2 separate regions of the Sus scrofa genome follow, and region 2 is linked to region 1. The links are chromatin contacts, called in public HiChIP or PLAC-seq maps. All regions are on one chromosome and are shown on one strand. The core of a region is the stretch at or near the end of the contact, and the rest is flanking DNA. Distances in the headings are between cores, read along the strand shown.

Region 1 (3,966 bases), core at 718-3,217:
CGGCACTGCGGGGCTGGAGTGGGGGCCGGTAGGGTGAGGATGTGGTGGCGGCCTAAGGCCCAGGGTATCAGACCTTTGCAGACACATCACAAGGCTGGCATCCCACAGAGGAGCGTGTGTGTGCAAAGGTGTGGAGGTGGGATCGCTTAAGCCCCAGCTCATCTCTGGTGAGTCTCTGTCGGCCCCTCTGAGGCCGCCTCTTAAGCAAACCCTTTGGTTCCAGATAAAGCAGGCTGCAGGGTGGGCGGCTCTGGATATCTGGCTTTTGGGGGGACCCCAGCGTCCATTCATCTGAGCTGGTGGCTCACTTCTCTCTTTCCACGGTCTCCCCCAGGGCCAGGGCCGGTCTGGGCATGCAGAGGGCATCGTGGCCCGGGGACCTGGCTGGACCAGAAGCCGAGGGGGCGGTGAGGTCTGCCTTCCAGCGGGTCTGGTGCAAGAATGTGAGACGCAGCCTGGGCAGTGAGCAGGCAAAGGCCTTGGCATCCGCCAGCCTCTGGGGGCAGGCAGCTAGCTTAATTTTTATTCTCTTTTATTGCTGAAAAATTCCTGAAACCTGAAGTCACTGTGTTTGCCCCAGCCAGGCCAGAACACCCTTCCTGGGGGAGTTCTGTGGGATCACCTAGCCTGGGCCTCAGTCACCCGGCTGGCGGAGCAGGAACACGAGGAGGGGACAGGGGCTCCGTGTTTGCCAGCTGTGCTCCCAGGAGCTGCGGGCACTGCCGGGGGGCTGGGGGCTGGGCTGGGAGTGAGGTGTGGCCCGGGGTCCCGCCCGGGGCTGATGGGGGCACCTCCTGTTTGTTGGGTACATGGTGTTTCTCAGAATGACTTTTACAGAGGAGTTTGGAAGCGGCCGGTGGAGGGTCCTCTCAGCCCCCCTCCCCTTGTAGGAAACACCTGCTAAAACCTCCGCTCTGTGCTAACGTTCGTCCTCGCTCCTCTGCACACCACACCCACGGACAGACACTCACACGTGCACACACACCCACATCCACACTCGTGTGTGCTTCCACCCAAAGGTTTCACGCTGACCCACCCCTCTCTTGACCAAATCCTTCCTTCCTGAGGCCCTCTCCCCAGGGCTCAGGGGGACACCCAGCAGCTCCACGGGGCACCCCCGATGGCGGGGCTAGAACGGGGAAAGCTGTGAGGGGTCCTCTCCCTGCGGTCCCTCCCCCCAGGAGGGCGAACCCAGGCTTGTAGCTGGAGACCCCCTCAGGCAGGGGCTCCCTTCCCCCACCCATGCCCTTCTGCCCCCAGCTGTGCCTTGGGACGCCCTTTCCAGGTTCTGGGCACCCTGCTAAATGTTAGGTGAGCCACCCAGGAGCACGACTTCTCCTTGCCGTCAGTGAGAAGAGGCGCCACTGGGAGGCAGGCCGCCCTAGTCCCCTCCAAGGCCAACCCTTTACTGCCTGAGTGAGCCGGGGCCCCACCCGCCTCTGACTCTGTAACCCGGGCCAACTGGTGTTATCCCAGCCACACAACCATGTGGTTCTGTGCCCTCGGAGTGTCCATCAAATGGATGCTTGCTAAAGCCGGACTCCCGAGCCCTGCCACCCCCGCCCCCACCCCATAGCATCCGGCCCCTCAGTGGCAAGGGCCTGTGAATCTGCATTTTAGTGAACTTCCTGGGGGTGGTTCTGACCCACAGGTGGGTAGGGATGCCTCTGATAGGAGCTCCTTGTGGCAGTGGAGGGCATCTAGGGTTGAGTGCAGGTCGTGGTCTGCCCGCCTGCCCCGTCCCACTAAGAACACAGAAGAGAATTCTGACGGCAGATGGGCACTGGAGTCGGGAGGGCAAGTCTGTGTCCACGGTGTTGGTTCAGGTCAAGAGGAGGAGAGGGGTGGGGCCCGGGGCCAAGTCCTCTTCCTGGGGAGGTGTCTGCCTGCAAAGGGTTAACCCCAGAGCCGCCCAGGTCCCGTCCACTCAACTTCCACCTCCATCCTCTGAGGAAATGGGTTTTCCAGGAGCCGGGACTGGGCCAGCGGTGACTCGTGGCTCCACACGGATGGCAGAGGAAGTGACTCAGGCCCCCGGGGAGAAAGTGAGCCACGGGGCCCCTGCCCGTCGCCCTCTCCCCCATCAGGAGAATGGGCAGGGCTGGGCCTGAGCGGGAACTGGGACCCTTCCTCCCGGGTCCAGCCTGCCCTGGGGATGGGCAGCGGGGGAGTCTTAGCTTAGATGAGCCCTGGCCGCCTCCTCTCTGCCTGGATCCTTGGGGACTCTGCAATGGGGACCCCCATTGTGTCAAGCTGGGCCAGACCGTTCCGTTCTCTGCGTGTTTACGGAAGGCCTGAGGTCAAGGGCAGCTGCTCCAGAACGGGAACTGGAGGGTGGGAGCATCCCTGGGGCCCTTGGTCCTCAAAGCCTCCCTCCCAGGCTGGAGTCGTCTTTACTGCCTGTGGTCTTGGCTGCCCCCCTCCCCCACAACCCATTTTTCTGTCCTTTTCTTTGAGGGTCTCTGAAGGCCAGGGGAGCACGCATTTCTAGAAACTTTGCTAGCGCCCCCTCTGCAAGGACTTCTCTAGGGTGAGACCTAGGTCCACGTCTTGGCTCCAGTGGTGGGGATCTAGCCTCAGTTTTCTGATCTGTAAAATGGCAAAACAGTAAGACCAGTGTCACAGGGTGGCTCTGAGGGTTTCACTTTGCTGGTGTAGATGGTGTCTCGGTCCAGCCCTCTGGTCCATCAGAGGCTGCTGGGGACAAGCTCAGGTCCGGACTGTGACGAGGGAAGTTTTCTGGGTGGAGTTTGGGTCTTCCGGGAAAGGAAAATTCATGCTCCAAGAATTTCCCGTCAAGGTGCTCTGGAGGTTGAGCTGGCTCTCGGGGGCCACAAGGGGTGGCACGGAGGGTGGGAGGGAAGGCGTAGGAGCAAGGACCTGTGATAAGTCCAGGGGGTTGAATTAAGGGTAAGCATGAGTTGGTCAGGAAGTAGACAGAGATATTAGCTGGCACCCATGGTGCCTGCCATGTGCACGGCCCAGTTCTAAGTCCTTTACAGGTAGCAAGTGATTTAATTCTCACAGCGACCCTTGAGGTAGGCTTGATTTTTGTTCCTATTCACAGATGAGGAAAGTGAGGCCCAGAGAGGGTGAGTAACTAGCCCAAGGACACACAGCTAGTGAATGGGAGGGAAACTGGGATTTAAACCTGGATAATCTGGCTCCAGAGACCACTCAATGGGGGGGGGGGTAAAGGAAGCCAGACACCCCCTACCTCTTTAATCTCACCAAGAGTATCACTGGGGCTAGAGTTGACCTTGGGGGAAGCAGCCAGGGTACAGTAGGGATGAGCCAGGAATGTCAGGTCAGGCCACTGATCCCTGTCTGTTTGAACCATGGCACTTCACCATGGTGCAGCCTCACTTGTGCCCCTATACTAATGGGGAGCTCGCTCCTTGACTCTGCCTTTTTGCTCTCAAAGGTCAATCCAGGAGGATTGATGAAAACAGATGATTCTTGGAGTTCCCGTCACGGTGCAGCAGAAATGAATCCAACTAGGAACCATGAGGTTGTGGGTTCGATCCCTGGCCTCGTTCAGTGGGTTAAGGGTCCGGCGTTGCCGTGAGGTGTGGTGTAGATCACAGACGTGGCTTGGATATGGCATTGCTCTGGCTGTGGCATAGGCCGGCGGCTACAGCTCCGATTTAACCCCTAGCTTGGGAACCTCCATATGCCACAGGTGTGGCCCTAAAAAGACAAAAGACAAAAAAAAAAAAAAAAAAAAAAAAAGAAAAAGAAAAAAGAAAGAAAGAAAACAGACAATTCTGTCCTGTCCTGACCCTGTCTACTGACAGTGGTAACTCACTTTGAAGGTCAGTGGGCCAGACAGATACATGGATTCTGGCCAGCTCCATCCTTGCTTGCTGTGTGATGTCAAGAAGTCACTGGCCCTCTCTGAGCCTTGACCCAAATGCCATAAGTTGGAGAACTGGGGCCAAGTTCTGATAGTGATCTGTGAGCTCT
Region 2 (3,966 bases), core at 860-3,359, 180 kb after region 1:
AGCCCAGCAATGAAACCCAGTTTTCACTTATCCATTTATTTCTTCTTTTTTTTTTTTTTTTGTCTTTTTTTTTTGCTATTTCTTGGGCAGCTCCCGAGGCATATGGAGATTCCCAGGCTAGGGGTGGAATTGGAGCGTAGCCACCAGCCTACGCCAGAGCCGCAGCAACGCGGGATCCGAGCCGCGTCTGCAACCTACACCACAGCTCATGGCAATGCCAGATTGTTAACCCACTGAGCAGGGTCAGGAATCGACCCGCAACCTCATGGTTCCTAGTCGGATTCGTTAACCACTGCGCCATGACGGGAACTCCTCCATTTATTTCTTACAGACCAGTTTGAGATGAATTACCTGGTTGATAACGACACTAGAACTTACACCAGATCAATTCGATCAACTGCTATGGGTGTGTGTCTGCAAAGGCACTTATTTTGTCCTTCCTGGTGGCATTATTTTAAAGCACTTAGTCAAGTGCTCAGTGGGTGCACAAGGGCACTTCCCCAAGAATCTGAAAGTCACTATTCGTCCTTAATTTTTTTTGACCACGCCCAGGGCATGTGGAAATTCCCAGGCCAGGAATCAAACCCACACCGGCCACAGCAGTAACCTGAGCCACTCCAGTGACAACGCCAGATCCTTAACCCACTGCACCACCAGGGAACCTCCGCTGCCCACCCCCTTTCAAAGTATATAATCTTTTTTATTTTATTTATTTATTTATTTTGTCTGTTTGCCTTTTTCTAGGGCCACTCCCATGGCATAGGGAGGTTCCCAGGCTAGGGGTCTAATTGGAGCTGTAGCTGCGGCCTACACCACAGCCACAGCAACCAATCCAGGCTTGATCCTGAGCCCGCATACAACCTTCCACTGAGCAAGGCCAGGGATCGAACCCGCAACCTCGTGGTTCCTAGTCGGATTTGTTAGCCATTGAGCCACGATGGGAACTCCAAATGTATAATCTTTTAAACTACAGAGTTAGTTTTTTAGGAAGGGGAGGACATAAACTCGCTGCTTTTAGAATAGATGTTGAGTAGAGGCGCTTAGGATGAGTGGTTAACATTCTTCTCAGCATGAGTTAAGCTTCAAAGCATTTCCAGTGGTTCCCTCTGGTTTGTAATGGGAAGTTTCTGAAGGAGGAAATTTTATGAAGGGACAGAGAAACTACTTTTCCTCTGCCACTTAGTAGTGGATATCTACTAAGAGTAACAAGTGCTCTGTGAAAATACTTGGACAAACCTGAGATATGTGACTCCTTAAAGACTGTCACCCACAGTGCTGGGTGCTCAGCAGGATTTGTTCAATTTAGAAATTCATGTGCTTCCGTTGTGGCAAATTTTCTGGGTTATTTCTTTTAATTAATTATTTTTTAGAGCTGCTCCCATGGCATATGGAAATTCCTGAAGCTAGGGGTTGAATCAGAGCTGTAGCTGCTGGCTTACATCACAGCCAGATCTGAGCCACATCTTTGGCCTACACCACCGCTCATGGCAGCACCAGATCCTTAACCCACTGAGTAAGGCCAGGGATCGAACCTGCATCCTCATGGATGCCAGTGGGGTTCTTAAACCACTGAAAAAGGAACTCCATTCTTGGGTTATTTCTTTGCTATTTTCCTCCTCTCCTATTTTTCTTAGTTCTCTCTGGAATTCCTTTGGGTCTGGTTTTTTGCTTTTGTTTCTTGTTTTTTTTGAACTGCTGATTTGAATCTACCTTTCTTATTTTTTCATCTACTTTTGTTCTAGCTCCTGAGAAGCTTCCTCAGCTTTATCTTCCGACCTGCTACTGATTTCCCCCTTGACATTATATTTTTAATTCCCCAGAGGTTTTTATCAGTTTTAAATATTCCTTTATTATATAACATTTCAAGAATGCATTTGCATCTCATCTCTCTGGAACCATTAATTATAAAGTTCATTTTTTTTCTTTCTTCTGCTGCCTCAATTGTCTGTTTTCTCTCTTTTTCTCCTGTTTGTTTGGTCTTGGTATCCACGTTTCAGTTAGACTTCCTGCTAGATTATTCTTGACTTTCTGTTTCTATTTAAGGATGAGGCATTACAAAGTTGATTGCAAACTGCTGTGTGGAAAGAGGTTGTGATTAGAGGACTTCCTGTACAGGGGACAGAGTGGGGACCAGGCCCTTTCAGGAGGGCCTCCACTGTCACTGTCATAGGTCCTTTCTCTTGAGCTGGTCAATTTCCCTGGAAGCGAATAGTCCCACCTCCTGCCAGGGCTGAGTATAATCCCTGATGCCGATATTCTGAGACCTAAACGGGAAAGGCGGCCAGACCTGTCATTGTTCAGGGTTCCCTTGATCTCTGTTTTGGGTTTGATGACTCATCAGCCCACCCCTCTCTGCCAGGTGTTTCCAAGTCCAGCTTCTTTGACCTCTTTTGTCTGCTGTTGTTTCCTCTTTTCATCCTTATGAGTTTTTACTTTTTTAATCCTTTCCACTCATTTCATTTGGGTTCAAGAAGGGATGACAATCAATGCACATGCTCCAGCCTCCACACGTCACTAGACGTCCTCCCCATTCACATTTAGGAGGGTCAGCGCAAAGCACATTCATACGAGGAGCAATAATTGTTCTGTAAGCGCCACTGAGCCCAACTGGAGAAGAGAAAAAGAAAGCACACGGAGAAAAGATTTCTGGGAGTTCCCTTCACGGCTCGGCAGTTAATGAACCAGACTAGGATCCATGAGGTTGCGGGTTCGATCCCTGGCCTTGCTCAGTGGGTTAAGGATCTGGCGTTGCCGTGAGCTGTGGTGTAGGTCGCAGACGCGGCTCGGATCCCGTGTTGCTGTGGCTCTGGCGCAGCCCAGCGGCTACAGCTCCAATTCAACCCCTAGCCTGGGAACCTCTATATGCCACAGGTGTGGCCCTAAAAAGCAAAAAAAAAAAAAAAAAAAGATTTCTGAAGTGGTGGAACAGCACATTGGAAGTGGCAAGGACAGTGGTCCAAGCAGCGGGCACTTCCAGTGACACTCATGCCATGTTCACGGCAGCATCGAGGGTCAGGAGGGCAGAATGGTGCATGTGACCCAAAAAACCTTTCCTGCAAGTAAAATATTTTCAAGCGCAGGGAGTAGGCAAACTGGTCAGTGATGTGTTTAGAGTCTCAAAGACTGACGATGAGCTTCTGGGTACAAATCCTGGCAGAGGGGCTTCCTCATGGCAGCTGGTGCCTGAGAGCTTTTCTGATCCACACACGGCAGCTCCTTCCCCCCTTTCAGCTCCAGCGCCCCTCAGCGCTCTGTCTAAACTAAGTGCTTATTACATGGACACGTGAATAATGCAAGAGCCCATAACCCGAGCTGCAGCTGCCTCACTTGTAATGGGGAGAGTCAACACGGCAGAGCTGCACGGAGGCCCATCACGTGCTGGCACAGAGTGCGGGGGGCAGGGGGGTGCTGCCAAGGAGGAGAGCCGAGCAGAGCTTTCCTGGCAAGGGAAGATCCCAGGGGATTAGAGACAAAATATAAAAATGCCTGGCACGTGGTAAGTCTCCATAAATGGGAGCTTTTATTGCCTCTTAAAGAAAACCCTAAACCTGAAACCTATATAAACAAAGAAACGATCATATGCTTCAAATTTTTCAAGGCTCCTCCTTCCACCCAGGTCTTTGCTGCACCTTCCTCCATCTAGGGCCCCCCAGGCACATATGTCAAACAGGATTCAATTCACAGAATGTTCAATCTGGGGAGCCAAGAGGTCTTAAGTGTAACAATAAAGTTATTAGTGCTTGAGGAGGACCAAAGGAAAATCAGATGATTCCGGACTTGAATTTTTTTTTTTCTTGTCTTTTTAGGGCCACACCCACAGCATATGGAAGTTCCCAGGCAAGGGGTTGAATTGGAGCTACAGCTGCCAGCCTACACCACAGTCACAGCAACGCCAGATCTGAGCCTCCTCTGCAAACTACACCACAACTCACAGAAACACGGGATCCCTAACCCACTGAGCAAGGC

Evidence for each region. HiChIP or PLAC-seq counts read pairs in DNA pulled down with a chosen protein or histone mark.
Region 2: an H3K27ac HiChIP or PLAC-seq map of skeletal muscle shows a contact between it and region 1, with 5 times the contacts expected there. The contact joins two enhancer-like sites. A contact is called at or near these places in 5 of 47 Hi-C or Micro-C datasets (embryonic fibroblasts, fetal skeletal muscle, liver and 1 more) and 1 of 2 datasets of contacts at active chromatin or transcription factors (skeletal muscle).

The regions. Positions count from the first base shown.
Region 1 is chr6:19,550,049-19,554,014 of Sscrofa11.1, forward strand. The region is part of intron 1 of ADGRG1 (adhesion G protein-coupled receptor G1); the gene reads left to right. Among named protein-coding and RNA genes, the nearest start is that of ADGRG1, 15 kb to the left of the region's middle. Within about 2 kb of position 1,968, at least 16 of the 83 cell types and tissues checked have an H3K27ac peak or open chromatin away from gene starts, as enhancers often do. A contact at or near this core is called in skeletal muscle, where this site is marked.
Region 2 is chr6:19,732,207-19,736,172 of Sscrofa11.1, forward strand. No RefSeq gene overlaps it. Among named protein-coding and RNA genes, the nearest start is that of KIFC3, 38 kb to the left of the region's middle. Within about 2 kb of position 2,110, at least 21 of the 83 cell types and tissues checked have an H3K27ac peak or open chromatin away from gene starts, as enhancers often do. A contact at or near this core is called in skeletal muscle, where this site is marked.